Regions from separate parts of the Mus musculus genome. Here regions 1, 3, 4, 5, 6 and 7 are each linked to region 2. The links are chromatin contacts, called in public HiCAR-type and promoter capture Hi-C maps. All regions are on one chromosome and are shown on one strand. Each heading gives the region's core, a stretch centred on a gene start, on an enhancer-like site or on the middle of the called end of the contact. The rest is flanking DNA. Distances are from core to core; before and after follow the strand shown.

The links. Promoter capture Hi-C pulls out the DNA fragments that hold promoters and counts their contacts. HiCAR-type assays count read pairs that join an accessible place to other places. Capture Hi-C pulls out chosen DNA fragments and counts their contacts.
Region 1: a promoter capture Hi-C map of liver shows a contact between it and region 2, with 3 times the contacts expected there. The contact joins the promoter of Surf6 here to the promoter of Mrps2 in region 2. A contact is called at or near these places in 8 of 39 promoter capture datasets (the 3T3-L1 cell line, cranial neural crest, embryonic stem cells and 5 more).
Region 3: a contact with region 2 is called in a promoter capture Hi-C map of liver, with 2.5 times the contacts expected there. The contact joins the promoter of Cacfd1 here to the promoter of Mrps2 in region 2. A contact is called at or near these places in 3 of 39 promoter capture datasets (cranial neural crest, hippocampal neurons and liver) and 1 of 115 datasets of contacts at active chromatin or transcription factors (astrocytes).
Region 4: a promoter capture Hi-C map of pre-B cells shows a contact between it and region 2. The contact joins the promoter of Surf4 here to the promoter of Mrps2 in region 2. A contact is called at or near these places in 4 of 39 promoter capture datasets (cranial neural crest, embryonic stem cells, hippocampal neurons and 1 more) and 1 of 9 other capture datasets (liver).
Region 5: a contact with region 2 is called in a promoter capture Hi-C map of second pharyngeal arch cranial neural crest. The contact joins the promoter of Adamtsl2 here to the promoter of Mrps2 in region 2. A contact is called at or near these places in 7 of 39 promoter capture datasets (the 3T3-L1 cell line, the HPC-7 cell line, cranial neural crest and 3 more).
Region 6: a contact with region 2 is called in a promoter capture Hi-C map of liver, with 3 times the contacts expected there. The contact joins the promoter of Dipk1b here to the promoter of Mrps2 in region 2. A contact is called at or near these places in 7 of 39 promoter capture datasets (the C10 cell line, cranial neural crest, embryonic stem cells and 4 more), 1 of 115 datasets of contacts at active chromatin or transcription factors (astrocytes) and 1 of 9 other capture datasets (liver).
Region 7: a HiCAR-type map of astrocytes shows a contact between it and region 2, with 2.5 times the contacts expected there. The contact joins the promoter of Notch1 here to the promoter of Mrps2 in region 2. A contact is called at or near these places in 1 of 39 promoter capture datasets (liver) and 1 of 115 datasets of contacts at active chromatin or transcription factors (astrocytes).

What each region holds. Positions count from the first base shown.
Region 1 is chr2:26,901,493-26,904,192 of GRCm38.p6, forward strand. Surf6 (surfeit gene 6) reads right to left here and starts at 1,395. Exons shown (of 5, transcript NM_009298.4): 1 at 1,202-1,395. The coding sequence starts at 1,295.
Region 2 is chr2:28,466,775-28,469,474 of GRCm38.p6, forward strand. It overlaps Mrps2 (mitochondrial ribosomal protein S2), which reads left to right and starts at 1,292. Exons shown (of 4, transcript NM_080452.3): 1 at 1,292-1,368; 2 at 1,469-1,585; 3 at 2,047-2,176; 4 at 2,649-2,700. The coding sequence starts at 1,326.
Region 3 is chr2:27,008,545-27,011,244 of GRCm38.p6, forward strand. Cacfd1 (calcium channel flower domain containing 1) reads left to right here and starts at 1,382. Exons shown (of 6, transcript NM_029862.4): 1 at 1,382-1,561. The coding sequence starts at 1,444. Adamts13 (a disintegrin-like and metallopeptidase (reprolysin type) with thrombospondin type 1 motif, 13) reads left to right here. Exons shown (of 29, transcript NM_001001322.2): 28 at 1-173; 29 at 712-1,081. The coding sequence ends at 903.
Region 4 is chr2:26,932,169-26,934,868 of GRCm38.p6, forward strand. Surf4 (surfeit gene 4) reads right to left here and starts at 1,343. Exons shown (of 6, transcript NM_011512.3): 1 at 1,107-1,343. The coding sequence starts at 1,154. Stkld1 (serine/threonine kinase-like domain containing 1) reads left to right here and starts at 1,888. Exons shown (of 19, transcript NM_001379463.1): 1 at 1,888-1,944. The coding sequence starts at 1,930. It overlaps Gm36591 (a long non-coding RNA gene), which reads right to left and starts at 1,100. Exons shown (of 2, transcript XR_374179.1): 1 at 1-1,100.
Region 5 is chr2:27,078,045-27,080,744 of GRCm38.p6, forward strand. It overlaps Adamtsl2 (ADAMTS-like 2), which reads left to right and starts at 1,335. Exons shown (of 19, transcript NM_029981.2): 1 at 1,335-1,529.
Region 6 is chr2:26,627,155-26,629,854 of GRCm38.p6, forward strand. It overlaps Dipk1b (divergent protein kinase domain 1B), which reads left to right and starts at 1,303. Exons shown (of 5, transcript NM_019833.3): 1 at 1,303-1,545. The coding sequence starts at 1,483.
Region 7 is chr2:26,502,546-26,505,245 of GRCm38.p6, forward strand. Notch1 (notch 1) reads right to left here and starts at 1,277. Exons shown (of 34, transcript NM_008714.3): 1 at 953-1,277. The coding sequence starts at 1,013. It overlaps Gm35978 (predicted gene, 35978), which reads left to right and starts at 1,382. Exons shown (of 2, transcript NR_132655.1): 1 at 1,382-2,284; 2 at 2,619-2,700.

The sequences.
Region 1 (2,700 bases), core at 145-2,644, 1.6 Mb before region 2:
ATACCACACAACAGCTCTCACACACATTAGGCAAGTACTCCAACACTAAATCATACTTCCAAACCTCCTTTTTCTTTTGGTAAATTTATTACATTTTAATCATGTGCACCATAAATGAGGGTGGCTGATGGGAACAATCTGGTCCTCTCCTAAGAGCTGTAGATACACAGAACTATTGCACCCTCTCTCCAGCTCCGTTTGTTTGTTTGTTTTTAACACATGATCTTAAGCCAGGCGGTGGTGGCACACCTGGGAGGCAGAAACAGGTGAATCTGAATTCAAGGCCAGCCTGGTCTACAGAGCAAGTTCCAGGATAGCCAAGGCTACACTGAGAAACCCTGTCTCCAAACAAGCAAACAAATAAAAGGGGTCTCAGTATGCAGTCCTGGCCATCTGGAATTCACAGTAATCTTTCTTGCTTGTTTGCCAAGTGCTGGTGTTAAAAGGCTTGCAGACCACCTCCCACCTGTGCCTCCCAGACTCGTTTACTTTTATGAGTGCTGTTTGTAAGTATGTCTGTGCATCAAGACCATCCCTGGTGCCACTGAGAGCCAGAAGAGTGTTAATGAGTCCCTAGAACTGGAATTAGGGGCTGGTGTCAGCTGCCATGTAGCTGCTGGGAACCAAATCTGGGTCCTATGCAAAAGTAGCAAGTGCTCTTAACCACTGAGCCATATCTCCACCCGCTCCTTTTACTTTCGGAGAGTTTCCTGAAGTTGCTCATGCAGAGGTGATCACATCCTGTAGTCCTGACAGGCAGGCGGGTCTTGACCTCGAGGTCTTTCTCCTCAGCCTCCCTACCAACCAGGCCCAGACGCAATTAACATTTTATGATTTAAGACTTGCTTCCACTTCCAAAGATAAGGAAATGTTAGCGCTTTAAACTAAACAGCCAAGAATGGAGTGTGCGTTCTTTCAACACAAGAAACACATTCACAGACAAGGGCTGAAAAACACACACGCCAGTAAGAAAACTCTTCACACTTGTAGTAGCAAGCCCGATTTTCTTTCCGTTCGAGTCTGGTAATTTCCTAACTGCCTCCCACTCCTTCAGGGCCCAGAGCTCAAGCTTTTGCTGTCCCCGCGAGTACCCACCCGCTCGAACTCATATCCCTTGCGGGGGGTCCGGCCCCGACCTAGGACAGCGGGCTCCTTACTGACGGCGTCTGCTCCCAAAAGCTGCTCGAGCCGGATGCCTTACCCCATGTGCTCCTCTGTCGTTCAGGGCCAGGCTGCGCGCAGATCTTCTTGGCCAAGTCCTGAAGATAGGTATCCTTGGCCAGGAGAGAAGCCATGCTGCCAACCAAGGCTGGGACCAGAATAGGAAGCTCCCGCGGTGGAGCCCCGCCGGAAGCTCCGTACACGCAGGTACCACCAGTAGAGCGGCGTGACCCCGCCGGAAGTATCTTATGCGCAGACGCAGCCTGGAGCACCGGAAGCCACCCCCAAGGATTAGCCGTAATCTAAACTCCAGGTTAGCAAACCAGCCAGCCAGCCCCGGAAGCCACAGTGTAAATCCGCTAGCAGCTGCTTTCCTCTCGGAGCTCAATTAGCCATGCCTGACGGGCCGGCTACTCCTCAATCTGGAGGCGTTTCTCTGAAAATGGAGCCTGTAACCTGAGAGGGCTGGGCTCCCACCGAGCTTGAAGCCCTCAGGGCCGGGCAGACCTGGGCTACTATAGCTCTTTCCCTACTGCTGGACTGAAGGTCAGAACCCCGCCTGCAGGGGATGCCCAGCATCCTATTGCCACTCCCGCCACACAGAGCAAAACGCAATCAGGTATAAAAAGACGTGGGCCACAACTAGAGACCTGAGTATGGCGTGGATCTTAGATTACATGCGGTAGCAATGAATCTCAATGGTGATGAGCCCTTAGGAATAAGAAACTACTTGCAGATGGCGTTAAAGCTACTTATGAGGAAATGAAGGGAAAGGCAAGCCCAAAGAAGAGCCTGCCCGGTAGTTTTTTGGGTGTGACCCAGCAACTCAGAAGTTCATGAAAAAAGGTGACACACAACTTACATCACTTGTGACTCTGAATTTCTAGAACACTAAATCCCCAAGCAGTATCTCCAGGGAGCTCTGGCCCTGGCCACGCAAGCAGAGGAAAGACAATGGTGCCCTTTAAAGGAGAAGTTTCGCTTTTAAATGTGAACGACAGAATTGACTAAACAATAAAACACTGTCTTTCACTAGGTGGCTAAGCTTTCTCCAGGGCACTTACAAGCTCTTCCAACAGTTAACACTGCTTTGGCATCACTGCTGGAAAACTCCCTCACTGGGGCAGTGACTTGCCCCTAGCTACACATTCCAGTGCTATGTTCTTTTTGGCTATTGTAGGTGCTGGGTCACCTGGTGACCAGCCTATGTTCCTTATAGACCCAGGACTACAACCATGGATGAGGCATGCTGATGGTAGTCAGGAGTGACAGGCTGAATGCACATACCTGCCCGAGAACCATGGTTTCTGTATGTCAGCCGTGAGCCTGGTACTGAGGGGCAATGGGGTCTGAGCTCCCGGTTTCTAAGATCTTCGCTTCTGAGCAAGACACCTCAGCCTTTCCAAGCCCAAGGCCAGTCCTTCTAAGATGCAGGCATGATAGCTCTAAGTAGGATGGCAAAAATAGGTGGCATCAAAGGTACAGGTGCTGCAGTCATATAGCTTGCAGTACTAGCGGATTCTTCATCCATTTATTTTA
Region 2 (2,700 bases), core at 42-2,541:
ATATAAAAAATGATCTTGTGAACCATGCACATAGTTCAGCATTAATGACGTGCTAGCGCAATGCCAGGAGGCAGATCTCTGAGTTCGAGGCCAGCCTGATTTAAAAAGAGAGTACTAGACCAGTCAGGAGTATATAGTGAAACCCTGTCTTAACAACAATAATAAAAATAAATAGTAATTTTAAAACAAACAATAAAAAATTACTTAGGGCACAGTGTGGTGGTGTGCACCAATAATTCCAACACCCAGGGGACAGAGGCAGTCAGATCTCTATGAATGTCTGGCCAGTCAGGGAGATTGTTGTTGTTGTTGTTGCTGTCATCGTCGTCGTCATCATTGTCAATGTCATCGTTGTTGTCGTCATAGTTTAATGTAATTTGGGGATGGAGAGATGGCTCAGCAATTTAGGGCATTCATTGCTCTTGTAGGGAACCTGGATTCAACTCCCAGAGCCTACAAGGTGACTCATAAACACTTTTAACTCTAGTTCCTGGAGGTCAGACACCTGCTCTCCACAGGGACAAGGCACTCACAAGGTACACATACATACATGTAGGCAAAAAATAAGTAAAACTAAAACAAATGTTAAAAAATAAAAAAAATGCATGCTGGAGCGACGACTCAGCAGTTAAGAGCACTGACTGCTCTTCCACAGGTCCTGAGTTCAATTTCCAGCAACCACATGGTGGCTCACGACCATCTGTAATGGGATCTGATGCCCTCTTCTGGTGTGTCTGAAGATAGTCACAGTGTATTCATATACATAAAATAAATAGTTTTTTTTAATGCACTTATAAAACAAACAATAAACGGGGCGGTGGTAGGGCATGCCTTCAATCTCAGCTCTCCAGAGGCAGAGGCGGGTTGCTCTCTGAGTTCAAGCCAACCTGGTCTACATAGCGAATACCATGACAGTCAAGGCTCAAGGCTACGGAGAAACCGGGTCTCAGGAAAAACAAAACAAAACAAAACAAAAACAAAAACAAAAACAACAACAAAAAAAAACAGCAACCCTAAAAACAACCTCTAAAAACCAATTTGAACAAGAGGGTCGCCTCCTCCAGAGGATGCTGTAATTTTATCGAGAGGAACGAGCTGTGGGTGAGAGGTCGCTCATTCTAGCTCAGCCCCACGTCCCAGCTGAGTGCAGACCACTGGTCACAGTGCCAACTCGCCCATTTACAAGGATGCGGGCGCAGCGAGCGGTGCACAGCGGAGAGGGTCCTCCGGGCCAGCAAGCGGCGCTGCGACCCCGCGCGCTCAGAGGAGGAGGCGCTCTGCCGGGCAGGAAGAGTCTCTGCAGGATCTCTGTCCACGCGCCCGCCATGGCGCCCGCTCCGGCCGTGCTGACCCGGCTGCTGTGTGCAGGTGAGCGCGGTGAATCTCGGAGATGGGGGGAACCCGGGGATCCGAGAGGGGAGGACAGGGACGAGGGTTGGACGCGCCCCCACCGGCTCTTTCCCCGCAGGTGTGCGGCGCTGGCCAGGTTTCCTGCAGAAGGCGATCCCGGGCCCTGCGGAGCAGAATGGTAGGAAGGTCACGGGAGCCCCGGTCCCCGCAGTCAGCGAGCCCCAGGATGGCGACGGTAAAGATCAGCGGGTGGAGCTGGGCCGGGGCGCGGAATCGTGGAGAGGTTGTCATTGCAGGGTCCCCAAAGGAACCCAGTACCAATCTAAGTGTGGTGGGAGGGAGATAGAACCCCTGTGGCCTGGTAGCTCTCGAAACCCGTGAAGACTTACTTTTGTATCTGTCCATCTTGCTGGTCTTCTGGAGGGGCGTTTAAGGCACCCGAAGTCAACGAGGCCCCTGGTTCGTTTTCCTCTTACATCTGTGGAGATTAAGGGAAGAGGACTTGGCCAGGTTTTCCCCGCACACAGTCACTTTAGACCTTGACACTAGTCCCTCGGTGTTGCAAAAATGCCCCTGTGTCTTCCAGATCTTTCCTGGCGTTTCCTCACAGCTTTGAGTTTCCCACTCCCAGGAGACTGGTGAGTCTTTGGTTGGTTGGTGATGGGCCACAGTGTCTGCCCTTACTCTCTTTTTCAGATTTCCAGAGCAGGATCCTAGATACGCCATTACAGCATTCGGATTTCTTCAATGTCAAGGAGCTGTTTTCTGTGAAGAGCCTCTTCGAGGCCCGAGTACACCTGGGACATAAAGCTGGTTGCCGCCATAGGTAGTTGGCACAGGCCGTGTGGGCAGAGTGGTGGAGTTGGGTCAGGGTTGGAAGTGGGGGCAGGGTGGGGGTGTCTGCGGCAACACCAAGTGCAGTGCTAGTATTGATGCTGGTTCACAGACAGGGTGAAAACTGAGGGTCATGGCAGGCGGGGGAGCCCGGTGGAGAGGACCTGCTGTATAGAACAGAAGTGGCCCTAGAGAGTTAAACTGGGCAGAGCACCTTGGTTGGGTTCATGTTTATCTGCAGTTGGTTCTCAAATCTCCACAGGGAGAAGGTGGGACAGGTTGAGCCACAAACCTGATTGTCTGTGCGCAAGTCCACACCTGTGTCCCCAGCCCATCACTCCCTAGGCAGGAGTAGTGGGAGTTGGTAAATGTAAGAGCCTGGGTGGCTGGTAGGTAGGTGGCTGTGGAAGGGGCAGGGCAGCTCCACGCACACGGGTCCGTTTACCCTGGGGGTTTTTTGGCAGGTTTATGGAGCCGTACATCTTTGGGAACCGCCTGGGCCAAGATATCATCGAT
Region 3 (2,700 bases), core at 132-2,631, 1.5 Mb before region 2:
AGCTCTTTGGACCTCGGGGTGAAATTGTGAGTCCCTCACTGAGCCCAGACGGGAGGAAGGCAGGGACCTGCAGGGTCTTCATCAGTGTGGCTCCACAGGCCCGCATTGCCATCCGCGCCCTGGCCAGTGATATGGGCACTGCTTCTGAGGGGACCAATGCCAACTATGTCTCGGTGAGGCCACGAGGATGGGGACAAAAAGGGGGTAATCTTTTGATACGATTCTGGAGAGCTGTCTCTAGGAAGGAGGGAGGGAGTGTTGGCATTAGGGAACACTTTTAGCTTATTTTTCATCCAAAACTTCAAAATTATTGGAAAGAATGGGAAGGAGGGTTTCTGCCACTCACTCACTCACCAGGGAATGCTTGTGGCTCTACCCACAAGAAGGAAGAGAGAAGGCCTTCCCTGGGAGTCCATTGCCTGTTGACCCAGCGTGGAAGCATCGTGTTTGTGTCTGGTGTTTTGTTTGTTTTCAGAAGAGCATAGGTAGGGTTGCGATTCAGTATGCTCTACAAGGCACCAGAGCACCTCAGACTTAGTCTTGAGCAGGATCCTAGCTCTTGTACCTGGTTGTGTGTTCTGGGGAGTTTCTTGGGTAGAACCGAGTGTCCCTCATGTGGGCTCCTTTAAGAAACAAAAATGACTCTGAGTAGCCAGGAGTTTATAAATAATGATCACTCATGGCCTGTTCTGGCTACTTGCTTCTCCACAGATCAGGGACATCCACAGTCTGAGGACCACAACATTTTGGGGGCAGCAGGTGCTCTACTGGGAGTCCGAAGGCAGCGAGGCTGAACTGGAGTTTAGCCCTGGCTTCCTGGAGGCACATGCCAGTCTCCAGGGCGAGTATTGGACCATCTCACCTAGGACATCGGAACAGGACGACAGCCTGGCTCTGTCCTAGGTTTCTCTCCAACAGCCGGGGAGTATGCAACTTTAGCCTCTTTAGAAGTTCTAATGCCTGCTAGCCTTAGGGAACCTCTTTTAGTGACCTTTTCCAGGTGCAGAAGGGCTGGGACTGGGAGGTGGAGATCAGAAAAACAGTCCCAGCCCCCAGTGGTTAATAAAGGATACAGGATACCAGACTGGAGTTTTCCTCCCATAACCTGCCGCCCATTACAAGCCTAGCTCGAAAGCTCATTCTACTGCAAGGCGGAGTTCCTTGGAGGTCTGAACAAGGCCTTTGCCACTTCTGGATGACGTCTTCCAATCTTGCAAAGAGGAAAGGCCAGACCGGATCCAGCGCACCTGCTGGGTGGCAAAGGGCGTCTGACAGTCTGTAAACACGCCCCTTATGCTATACTCCATTTCCTCCCGCCCTCCCCCCGCCCCCCGGCTATGGCCTGCGGGCCCGCCCCTATGCTAATCACCACCTCTCCCACAAGGCCGCGCGCGGGTGGACACGTCTCTTTGTGCGCGCCTGGGGCTGCGCGCAGCGTTTAGCATGAGCGGCTCGGGCGCCGCCGGAGCGGCCGCGGGCCCAGCCCCGCCGGCACAGGAAGAGGGCATGACTTGGTGGTACCGCTGGCTGTGCCGCCTGGCGGGAGTGCTAGGAGCGGTGTGTGAGTATCGGGTCCAGGGAGCGGGCGTCCCCGGGGTTGCCATGGCTCCCGGCCTCAGGCCTGCAGTCCACCGCCGGAACTCGATGGCTTACTGCCCAGTTGTTGCGGCCCTGATCAGAGGAAATGAGACTCACAGAGGACGCGCGTCTGCCCCTTCCCGGCCCTGCCTCGGCCTGGTGATGCTTACCTGGGCTGGGGTGGGACTGCCAAGTTCCCAGCCTTTGGACAAAACTTGTTCATAAATGGGGGGCAGCTCTCCACAGGCTGGGAAGTTTGCTTGGGGGTCAGATGGTGCCAGGAGAAGAGTGGCCCCTCAGGGTGGCTGGGCAGTGATCGGAGTTCTCCTCGGGTTCCTACTGTCCACACTCTCCTAATGCTTCTCGTCGGCCTAGTATCCTCCACACCAGCAAGCTTTCTCTGCTCTTGTAAAGAGGAAGGCAGGTCCGCCTCTTCAGTGCAGCTATGTTGCTGGCCTTCCAAACAGTGTGTTTGCTAAATCCTGGGTGTCCCTTTCATTGTGAATTCCTAGAAGTCCAGGTGAGTGCTGGGAAGGCCCGAGGATCCATTGCCTACCTGGTACCAGAGCAGGAACTGTGTGGGTAGGGGAAGACTCATCCGTTTTCCTGTCTGGAGGAATACCTTGGAGCCCCATCTGTCCAGACGATCTTGCTAGTCAGATGGATAGGGTAGAGTTAGGTATGTGCTGCCCTGGTAAGGCAGCTCTGGAAGAAGTCTGCTGAGGTTGATCAAATCCTCTTCAGTGCAGTTAGCTAGTTCAAGGTGGTATTAAGGGGTGAGGGACAAGGAAGGGCCTGACCATGACCTGTAGGCGGCTATCCTCCCTCCGTCATGGTGATTCAGTCAGTGACCAGGTGATTTCTAGATTAGATTGACTTTGGAAATCCCACCCAGTCCCATACTTCCTGTGGGTACCTGTGCTACTCCCGAAGGCCTCCCTAATCCTCCTGCCGAGCCAAGCTATCAGTGAAACCTTACTGGAGACCTGTGGCCGTAGCTTAAATTGTTCCCTGAACCTGATCATTGGGATCAGGGGGGTGGACATCAAGGTTTTGAATACTGGCATATCATAGGAGGGAAGGATATCGTGTATTTGCTTTAAAAACTCAATAGGGGTTTGG
Region 4 (2,700 bases), core at 93-2,592, 1.5 Mb before region 2:
CCAGTTGAAATCTATCATTAGATAGTTGGCAGCTTCTTGGAGATAATTCATCTGATCTGGGTTGTGAAATCCACTTGCAAAATGGTGGGTTTTCCAGCTGAAGATCCTGAGGTGAGCCGCTCACAAACTTGGCTATGAAGCCATCTTCTTAGAGAGCTGCTACTCAGGAAGATAAAACTGGGTCACTGAGAATTATGTCAACGAAACCCATCACAAGAGGAAGACCTTGGTCCATACAATTTTAAAATTATGTATTTAATGCAAAATCGTGGCATTAGAAACTTTTCCAAAAGGGGTAGAAATGCCTTTAAAAAGATCAGCTCACAGGAAAATGGTTCAACAGAACTGAAGGTGAACATGGGGAGGTGACACCCCTCAAAAGGAGGGGTAGAGAAGCTCATTTGAAGATGGTCACACACACCCAACCTTCGAGTACTCTAGGCCAAAAAATGCCTCCTCGTATCACCGACAGCCACGAACACACTAAGTGAACCAAAACTGGCTGGCGGGTGGGCCCCGGCACCATTCAGCCTCCAGGGCTAGTTCAGGTTATATTATGACTTCGCAGATCTAACGGGACAATTTCAGAAGTCAAAGCCTCACACTCACACAACTCCCACCCCATCCGTCGAACTTAATTGTAAAAAGTGGTGCCACCTGCGCCTCTCTCCGGCTCTAACCCTGCCCAGCTAGTCGCTCGGGCCCAGACTCATCCCAGGCCTTCCCTGCGGTTCACAAGCCACCTGTACACTTGGGAAGGCGAGCCAAGGGGCAGGCTCCTCTCCTTCGGCAGCGTGGACCCAGATCGGGCAACCGGAGCAGAGTCCACGCAAAGAAGGAAGGGCCAGGACGGTCCTGGACAAGGGCGGAGGGGCCACGCAGCGGGGCGCACAGAGTACCCCCTTCCCCAGAGGTCCCCAAGGAGCCGCCGCGGTTCAGAGGGCAGAGGGCACAGAGCAGCACCGCGGGCCCCGGGAGCCTCCCTGGCCGCCACCCCCAACCCCCCGCCCAGCCTCCCCTCGGATTTCTCCGTAGAGCTAGGCAGGACGGCGAGGACGGGCGTCCGTGGGGCCGTGACGGCCAGCGGGCTGTGGGGCAGGCCGCACCTGGTCGGCGAAGTCCTCGGCCGTGCCCATCAGGTCGTTCTGTCCCATGGCGGCGGCGGAAGGCTCAGCTGGCAGGTCCTGGGCGCTCGCGCCTGCTGCGGCCTCCACAGGAAGTACCCGGCGGCCGGCCTCGCTGAGCCGCGGCTGCTCTAGCGGCTGCCACGTAGGCCAAGCCTTAAAGGGACCGCGCCTCCCGCCGCGCCCCGCCCCGCCTGCCGCGCGCCCTCACGCTCCAGGCCCCGCCCGCCACGCTCGAGGAGCCTGGCGCCGGCGCACCGCCCTTCACGAACAGGCCCCGCCTCCGCCGCGCGCCCTTCACAGGTAGACCCCGCCCCCACACCCCAGGCCCCGCCCCTCCAGCCCCTACGGACCACCCCTAGCCCTTCAGCCTCTAGAACCCGAAGCGCTGACCACTTTCCACCCTCACCAAGCAGCAGGTCCCGCCCACCGTGCTGGTAGACTTCCTGCCACCTGTGTCTCCCGCCCGTAGTACTTGCGGCCCCGCCTGCCGCGTCGTCAGTCTCTGCCCCGCCCTCCACCCTACCCAACACACCGGGGCCCTGCCCTTCGTCCGAAACACGGCTCCCTATTCTCTGTGGCTTCTTTAAGGGGCATAGTACGAGTATGCCATGTACGAGCCAAAGTGCTAAGCAGACACGCCCCGGGTTGAGGGTTATGGAAGGCAGGTGGAGGGGCTGAGGAGGTGGGGTGGGCACACGGAGCAGTCACTACCGAGCATGCTCAAACGAGGGTTCGACTACCGGCCTGGCTCGAGGGCTTTGCCCGGTAGTAGGACAGTGAGGCAGTGTCTCCACGAGATACCATGGAAAAATATCAGGTGCTGAGATGCCCCCACAACCAAGGTCCAGTGTCCTTGGGCAGCGGGACAGGTCCGAGGGCCACACAGCCAGGCCCAGCCTCCATCACAGGGTGACCCTATGATCCCCGCATGTTTCCTCCTCCGAGTTCTCCTCCTTTGAGTCCTCCCAGGGCCTCAGTTTCCCTCTAAAATGATGACCAACCCCCAAGTCTGACCACTGGTTGGAGAATGGTGCACGTGCCCTTCCCCTTCCCTCCATGTATGGGGTCTTTAAAGGCAGAACCTGAGTGGTTGTTTTTTTAATCGCTTTTTTCCTCACATGTCAGCCTCATTAATTGTTAGACTCGGCTTATAAAAGCTTCAGTTTCGCTCATTTTCTTTTCCTCTTTTCCAGTATTCTTTGAGAGAAGGCTTACATGCGTTAGCCAAGCAAATGCACTTCTGATGGCCAGAAATGTTTAGAGAAAAACAAAAAACAAACCACTGCTCACTACCTGGGCTGAGCTCCAACGGACACCCTGTATTCCCTGTATGCTAATTATCCTTCCCGTACTGCCTACATATCTTGTCCCCTACCCCACGCTGACAGTGGCCTCTGTACTCAGGCCTCAGCCACCTTCTACCTGACAGCACTGATCTTGTAGAGTTCTGGCTTACAGACCAGTTCTGAAGGTGTGGCTTCAAAGATGAGCTCTGGCTCAGACCCCAGTCCCACAGCCACAGGCAAGGACCTTGCTCCTAGGCCCCAGTATCTATCTCTCAAGTGAATTGTAG
Region 5 (2,700 bases), core at 85-2,584, 1.4 Mb before region 2:
CCTGGATAAGGGTCATGGGAGGTCAGGGTGACAGAGAACAGAAGCTGAATACCTTAAGGTCAGTCACTACTGAACACCGGCAGAGTGAGAGCTGACCCTCTGCCCCCTGTCGCAGTCTAAGCTGGGAGAGCCAGCCAGCATCTTTGAAGAACCAGGCAGAAGGAGAGGGTGTGTGGCAGAGCAGCGCCGCAACCTGTATCTGTCACAACTTTGACTGGTGGCTTTAGCAGACCACTCCACTTCCCAGCCTCAGTTTCTCCTCGGTAAAGTACAGATGATGAAGATGCTTGTCACCTGACTCAAGCCTCACAGAGAGGCTGGGTGCTGATTGGTTTTTGCTGGTTGCTTTGTTCTTGGCTGCGGTCTGGTGGTCAGACACAAGACTTCCCCCAGGGTATCACTCTTAGCAGCCCAAAGAGGCAGCTGAAGAAGCTTATCATCTAGCACAGAGGGAGGGACAAGAGGGAGGGACAGAGAAAAGGAGAGGACTTCCAGTCCCCACTACAGGGACAGAGGCATGGATGAAATGGCTCAGCCAGCTTGTGGGATGTTGTTTCAGAATCACTTAGCATTTGAAGGTGCCTGTTTTCCAGGACGGGGTGCTTCAGAGAGCAGGAAATGTCAGAGCAGACATCTCATCATCCAAAGTCCTCTTGGATTCATAAGACTTCAGCTCTAGCTCAGCAGGGACAGAGCTCTTGAGTCCTGCTTGCTTGCCAATAGCTGCCCAGCTGCTGTGGGGTCCAGCCAAGCTGGTACCAAACATCTGCAGAATACCCCGTGCCGACGATCTTCCTAGACATCTGGTCGATAGGCTGTAGCCACCTCTTCCTCTCCCTGGAGCCATTGGTTGGTTGATCTCTGGATGTATCTCAGTTCCTCCGTTGTTCAGGTCTGTTTTCCAAGGACGGAGGGTGGCCTGCACCCGTGCAATGTCTGGACCTCTGTGTCTTCCCTGTGAACAGGAGCCGAAAGCCTGGACATCACATGGTTTCCAGCCTTCTCTGGAAGCTGAAGTTAGATGGGTGGGTCAAGGGGGCTCCGCTCCACCACTGCCAACCTCCCTCCACATGACCTCAGGCTAATTGATCCATTAGGGTCAGTCACTCTGGACCTAGGCAAGCCAGTCTCAGGCTCACTCACTGATCCTGGACTGTGGCAGCAGCAGCCAGCAGGCAGCTGGACAGCCTGGCCATACTCCAGAGGAGCAGAGCGGGTTAAAGTGTGCGCCCGGCCAGCCGCCAGCAGGCTGGGCGGGGGAGCAGCGGTGGGAAGTGTGAGTTCCTCCCCGTCTGCCTGACAGCTATAAAGGCAGCTGCGGCCACAGAGCAGCCACTGGGCTGAGAGCCCCTCCTGGGAACCCCCTCCCTTGAATGCTCTTTGAAGTGGGAGAGGGAGGCAGCTGGGGAAGCAGGACCAGAGACAGGCAGAGCCCGCACATCTCTGCACTCACCTTCCTGCACCGTGCACCTGGCAGTAGCTCTCACCCTTTTCTCTAAAAGGAGGACAACCTGCTGACCCTGGGTGAGGTAGGCCACTACATACTTGTCCCTGCTCATACTGTGGTCTTTGGGAGGTGTGAGATGTAGCTTATCCCAGACCAGCCAAGCTGTTCAGAATGGGGGCCGGGGGATGTCCCAGCCCCTGGTGAGGGTATTCAACCACAGAGAAAGGGGGGAACAACCTATGCCACACAGTGGCAGGGTGGTCCTGAGGCAACAACCTTGGTACTAGCAGTTGCTGTCTGGTCTGCAAAGCCATGCTGTGGTGGGCCTGTTGAAGGTTTTGGACCCTAGGGAGAGATGGATCCTGTTTGAGCTGGACTTGGCTGGAATCCAGCAGTGTCTGGGAGCCTTAATGAAAACCAAGTGTGAGGCTGACTGGGCACCTGTCTTTGGCAGCAGCAGGGACTGGGGAGCCATGGAGGCTAATGGGACTGTGTGAGATGGGGACTCTGTGCTGGAGTGAAAATAGGGACTCAGATGGAGACCTTCAGTGTCGGGGGTGGGTGGACGTAAGGGTGATGCTGACCAAGCTCCTGGACACCTGCAGGAGAAGGAGGGAGGGAGGGAGAAAAAAAGGGAGAGGGAGAAGGACAGAAGGACAGTAGGACAGTAGGACAGTTGGTATCAGGGCTTCGAGGGTGCTGACCATTTCCAGACTTTCTTCCCCTGGAATTGCTGGGTGCGACTGAGTCCCTAAGTTTGCTCTGTGGTGTGTGTGTGTGTGTGTGGTGGGGGAGGGGGCAGTAGGCTACCTTGTTGTGTGGCTTTGGGCAAGCTGCCTCTTTTTTCTGAAGCCCATTGTCTAACTCACCAGCAGATGACACCCACCTGGGACAAGCTACATTAGCTTCCTTTCTAGGACAGGGTTTAAATTGAGGTGCGCAGCAGCCATTCTGAGAGTTGGAGCAGCAAGGCTGGAAGCTCTCTTGATTTGATTCACCGTAACCCTTGGTGGGTGTTTGGGTTTGAGGGGCTGTTTTGTTGGAAGGGAATCAGGAGCCAGGTGCAGGCTGTACCTCCTTCTGCCCCTCCTCCATATCTCTGTTCTCTCAAGAGAGAAGGGCCCTGAGACAAAGTTTGGAGCTAAGACGAAAGGATGGAGACTTACCATCCAGAGACTACCCCACCCGGGGATCCATCCCATAATCAGCCACCAAACCCAGACAATATTGCATATGCCAGCAAAATTTTGCTG
Region 6 (2,700 bases), core at 53-2,552, 1.8 Mb before region 2:
GAGTCATTTTTTTCAGCCTTCCCGTCACCACACTTAAACTACATTGTTTATCTGACCTGCAAAATCAAGATTGAAGACATAATAAAATAGTCAAACTGCTTAAGCAGCTCGTTTATAATTGGTGCGATAATGAAACAATCCCATGTTTCCCTTCTTTTTTCTCCTTCCTTCTTTTCTCCCTCCCTCCTTCCCTCCCTCTCTCCTTTCTTTCCTTTCTTCTTTCCTCTCTTCCTCCCTCCTTCCATCCCTTTCTTCCAGCCTCTCTCCCTTCCTTCCTTCTTTCCTTCCTTGAGGCAGGGTCTCCCTTTGGGCTTCTGGCTAGTCTGGAATTTGAAACATAGGCCAGGCTGGTCTTTCTGCTTCTGCTTCTTGGTTTCTGGGACACAGACTTGATGCTATTTTCCATTTGTTTTGTGACCTGCTCCTGGCTCTAGTTCTCTTCAGCCTTTCTAGCTTATAAATCCAAACCCTTCAGCTGGGCTCATGGGACTCTCGCTCCACTTTTATGAAGAGAAGGTTGGCCTGGTTCACTAATTGCGAAGCAATTAACATCCTTAAACTAAAGCTGTCTTTTATCATTTTGCAAGGCATATATATATGGACAGCACTGGGGCACAGGGGAAGGCGTATTCCCTGGGAATGCATATGACATCGCTATAGAACCCCTAAGAAAGGTGTGGGTGAGGATTGAGGGCAGCTGATGCGCATGGTGGACGGTGCATTCTGGCCATTGTCTGCTAAGTTCAATAAGCCTCTAACTAAGGTCAGCTGCTGCTTTCCTAATCACCCTAAATGGGAGTCACAGGAGAGGGGCGTGTCTGTCCATGGGCAGAAATCAGAAGAAACTGGTTCTCAGGAGTAGTTGCTGACCGCGTGGGCTGTGGGTCCTTCCCTATGCCCCGGTGCAACAAGGGCTGAAGACTCTCGGTGCCAGAGGTGGTGGCCTCAGGACTGACTAGCCTCACCTGCATACTGGGGAGGGATGGGGGCAGATCCATCAACGTCTTTTACCCTTGAAAAGGTGGAAGAAATGCGCAAGCGCAGGCGGGGACCTTACAGGTCCTCAGCGCCAGCCTGCCCCGGTGTTTCATGCTCACACAGGGTTGCCGTAGCGGGTCCCGGAGCTCTCGGGAGGTTGGGGGTGGGGGGGTGGGGGGTGGCGTAGGTCCCCAGCGGGAGAGCTAGACTAGCCGCGGGGCCGCGCGCCAGTCCTCCCACGCGCGTGCACGCCCCTTCCGTTTGTCTCCACACGCGCGCGCACGCCCCTCTGTCCATCTTCCCGCGCGTGCACGCCCCTCCTCCAGGCCGTCTCCCCGCGCGTGCGTCGCGGTCCTTGCTCAGAAAGGCACGCGCCTTGCCTTTAACGCGAGCCGAGGACGAGCGGCCCGCATGGAGAGCGAGCGGCGGCCGCTGCGGGCCTGGCCGGGCTGGGGCTGAGGCCGAGCCAGCCGCGGGGTTCCGCAGCCGGGGCCGGAGCCCATCATGCGGCGGCTGCGGCGCTTGGTGCACCTAGTGCTCCTCTGCCCCTTCTCCAAGGGCCTGCAGGTAAGCCGCAGCCGGCCAGGTGCTACCACACGGGGAGGGGCAGGGCGTGGGATGGCGAGGGTCGATGGGTGCACGCGGGTGCACCGGAGTCCTTTCTAACCTTCGCAACTTAAAAAAAAAATTCTGGAATAGCAAACTTGGCCAGCCCCTGGCCAGTTCTTGAGACAGCTGGAAACAGGGGCTGTGGTGACCTTGGGCCAGTGGAGGGCCAGCTCCTGTCTGCAGAAGAGGCCCCTCCCCTCATGCTTTGAGGTGATGGAGTCAGGCCTCTGGGCTCCAGCCGCTGGTTGCCACGGTCCTTAGAGCCTACAGGAAGGAGCCAGCCCTCACCAGTCTAGCCAAGGTCTCTCTGAAGGGCCGTCCTGAGGATGCTGGAGGATGCCTTTGTCCTGGGGCCTGGCCTCCCTTAGACTGTTTTACATAAAGGATGAGGACTGAAGCCTGTTGGATGCAGAGCTCTTCCAGGCCCAGATGCCCTTGTCTGCCCTCTTCCAGAGGCAGTAGCTTGTGCTGTGATCCATGCTCAGGCCTAGGTTGGGTTCGTGACCTGAGGTGTATGGGGGACCCTTCTTGTGCCAGGAGATGGGGTGTACCCATACCCCTAGCCCTGAAGCTAGGCCCTGACTCAGCAATGTGTGGACCCAGGAGTGGCAGGAGAGGGGTTTGGGCCAGTTCCCAGTGGGGCTGGTTCAGAGAGAGCCACTGGCTGAGCCCTTCCTGCCCCAAGCCTCAGTTTCCTGCGTGGGAAACACTAGGGCACCTGCCACCTGGCCCGGGTTTCCTGGGCAGGGAGTTTGCTGTGCAGTTACTATCCCTGTAATGACCTTCCCACCTTCCATGTGACTTTTCTGGAGCTGGACTGTTCAGCCTCGAAAATTATGGGCCCAGGGCTTGCCAACTTGTTCCCCACTGAGTGGCAGAAATCTGTGCGAGCTTTTGAGTACCACTGTGGTGAGTCCCGCCCCGGGGTGAGCAAAGACTCAGGGATCCTGGAGAAGAGCTGCGTCAGACAGAGGCCAGGTAAACCATCAAAGCTTAGCCAAGGTAGTCTAGGGGAGCCACCTGTGCCAAGGTGGCTTGGGAGGGCCTGCCTGGAGTGGTCTCTGACCTGCAGGTTTCTAGCGGCTTCTAGTTCTACATCACTTGGGCCAGCCT
Region 7 (2,700 bases), core at 27-2,526, 2.0 Mb before region 2:
ATACCTGTTCGCAGGCATCTCCAGGGGCAGCCCCCGCCGCACCCAGGGAGGGGGTCTTAGAAACCCCACTTAGAAGGAATTCCACCCCGTTCTCGGGAAGGGGCTATTATTAATCAAGCCCCTCCCACGCCATCTTAAAGAGCTCTAAAAATTAAGCCTCGATGTAGGGCTGAGCTCGAGCGTCACATAAAACCCCACTTTTAAGGAAAGGGCAGGCAGTTCTCTCCTTCGATTACTGGGAGAAGAGTGCAGTTGGTTACTACAACAGGAGTACCCCGTTCTGTGAAGCCGGAAGGGAAATAAGGGCTCCCCTCTCCGGCTCCCGTTCCAATCAGCACAGGATTTTCAAACTTCCGAAATGAGTCAGTCCCACGCCCACCCTAGGCAGCAAGCCGCCTGCACATCGCCCCTCTTCGAAAGTTTGATTCCGGCTAGGGGACAGCGATCCCAAAACCCCATACTAGGAGTCCAGGGCACATCGTCTCTGCCCCGCTCTAAGTAAGCAACGAGAGTATAGCGCCCCTGACCTCACACTGCACCCCAACATCCGCCCTAGCACGGGCCGGAGGCAAAGAAGAATGAAAATAAATGGTCCCAAGAAGCAACAGGAAACCAAAACCGATTCGATTCAAATCGAAAAGTAGAGGCGCAAGCAGCATGTCCGCCCCCGCGGCGAGCCCCAGGAGCGTCTACCCAAGTGCGAGCCAGGGTTGGGCCTCCGGGGCCCCATACCACACTTCCAGCGTCTTTGGGCGCTATGAGAAAAGTGGGTACCCCTGGAAAGAGAAGGGTCCTCCTCACACGCCAGGACACCAGGTCCCACGGTCCCGTCCACCCGCTCTGGCTCTCAACTCTGGCAGCTGGTCCCTTACTCCTATCTACCCAAAGCGTGCGCAGGGCGCAACAGAAGTTTCTGAAAGGCGCCCGAAGTTGCGGGCTCGCGGGAGCCTACCTCTTGCGGCGAGCGCGGGCAGCAGCGTTAGGCAGAGCAAGGGCGTCAGGAGCCGTGGCATGCCTGCTCGCCAGCTGCCCGCAGCCCGGGCGGCGGCCTCTTGGGGTGGCCGGCGGGGATCGGACGTTGACGCACACCACCGGCGGTCCCGCAGGCGTCCACCCTCTGATGCCCTCTTTCCTGGCGGGTGGGCGGCGCTGGGCTCTCAGCGGCGCTGGGCCCTACAAGGCACCCGGGCTCGTTCCTTCACTGCGCTCGCACCCGCGCCCAGCGCCCGCGCCCTGCGCCCCACGCCCCTGCGCTCCCTCCCGCGGCAGAGGCACTAGTGAGGCTCTGAGCGGGCGGGCGCTCCGCCCCTATGGGGGCCCGCCCCTGCCCCGCCCCATCCCAGCGGGCTCCGCCCCTGGTTCCTGCGAACCCTTACCCCCTTGTGGACCCTGTCCCTCCCAGCGCTTTGGTGGGTTCTGCGCCTGTCCGGGCTAGGGAGCGCGTCCCGAGCCAGGATCTAAGGATCTTATGGTTCGCAAGACAAGGAGGAATGGAGGGGTGTATGGAATGGGCATCTAGGAACTACTTCTTGTTCGAAAGTTTACAGAGACCAAAAGTTTGAGCTGGCGCTGCGGAAGGATCAGGCTTTGTGTGTAGCCGCCCTCTGCGACATTTGGCCAGAATTTGCATTTCAATAGTAGAGGAGGTACGGGTCTTGTGGGAAAGGAAAGCTGCACGGGGAACCAGCTCCATCCTGGAGTTAGGTCTAGGACCGTGGGCAGGAGCAGCTGAAGTCAAGTTTGGGGGGAATCCTGGGGCAGGAGTTTAAATGTGGCGCCCTGGCAGCGTTGCGCGTGTCCTGTCCCTAGGGCTCCACTCCTGGGAGCTGTTTGGTCTCGGCTATAGGCATCAGGAGGATTGAGGCCAGGCACTCTTAGCCATGACTTCCGGAACGCTTGACCTTAAACGATGATGGCGTCGCGCCCGCAGCCTCTGTAGAAGGGAGTTCGGGGCTCCCTAAGGGAACTCCCCAAGGACTAGTGCCTTGCTGGACAGATTGCGCTCTCGATTCCCAGCAGGAACCCGAGTCTAGACGTTCCACGGTCACCCTTCTCACTGGTCCCTGGCTGTGTCCGACTTAGGTGGCCTGGGAAAGTGCAGAGTTCCAGTACAATGACTGCTAGCGTCAACACAGCCTCTCATGCTTTATCTCCACCTTGATGTTTGGACATCCTGTGCTAAGCTGCTTAGCACTGGGCGTCCAAGATGCCTTCCTTATCCCTTTGCAGTTAAAGTTCAATGGAATCTGGAACGAACAACACCTCCCCATCCTAAAACACGGTGGTGAGTTCAACAAGGAATAAGGGCCCCAGATTATATTGTCCTAGGACCCTCCCATCTCCCTTGACACACCTGTTCCTGAAAGGCACTAAAGGGCCAGTGCCAACAGCTGTCCAGCCCCCATCTCCTGCTCCTCTCAGAAACTGGCCTCAAGCCTGGGGGTTAGCAGCATGGGGTCAGTACCCGAGAGAAAAAGCGCCCAATGCTACAGAAATATTTATATAAGAGATCTGCAGCTCCAGAGAGCAGTTCCATAGAAGGAACGCCTGACTGCAAGTGCCTCTTCTGAGATGGGTCCTGAAGGCCTCTAACTGCTTATGTGTCGACTATATTCCAGCTTTGTCAGCAGGCAGCCTGACTTGGATACAAAGAAGGCCTTATCCTTCTGGAGTCTGGAGACCTGCGCTGACCTGGCGACA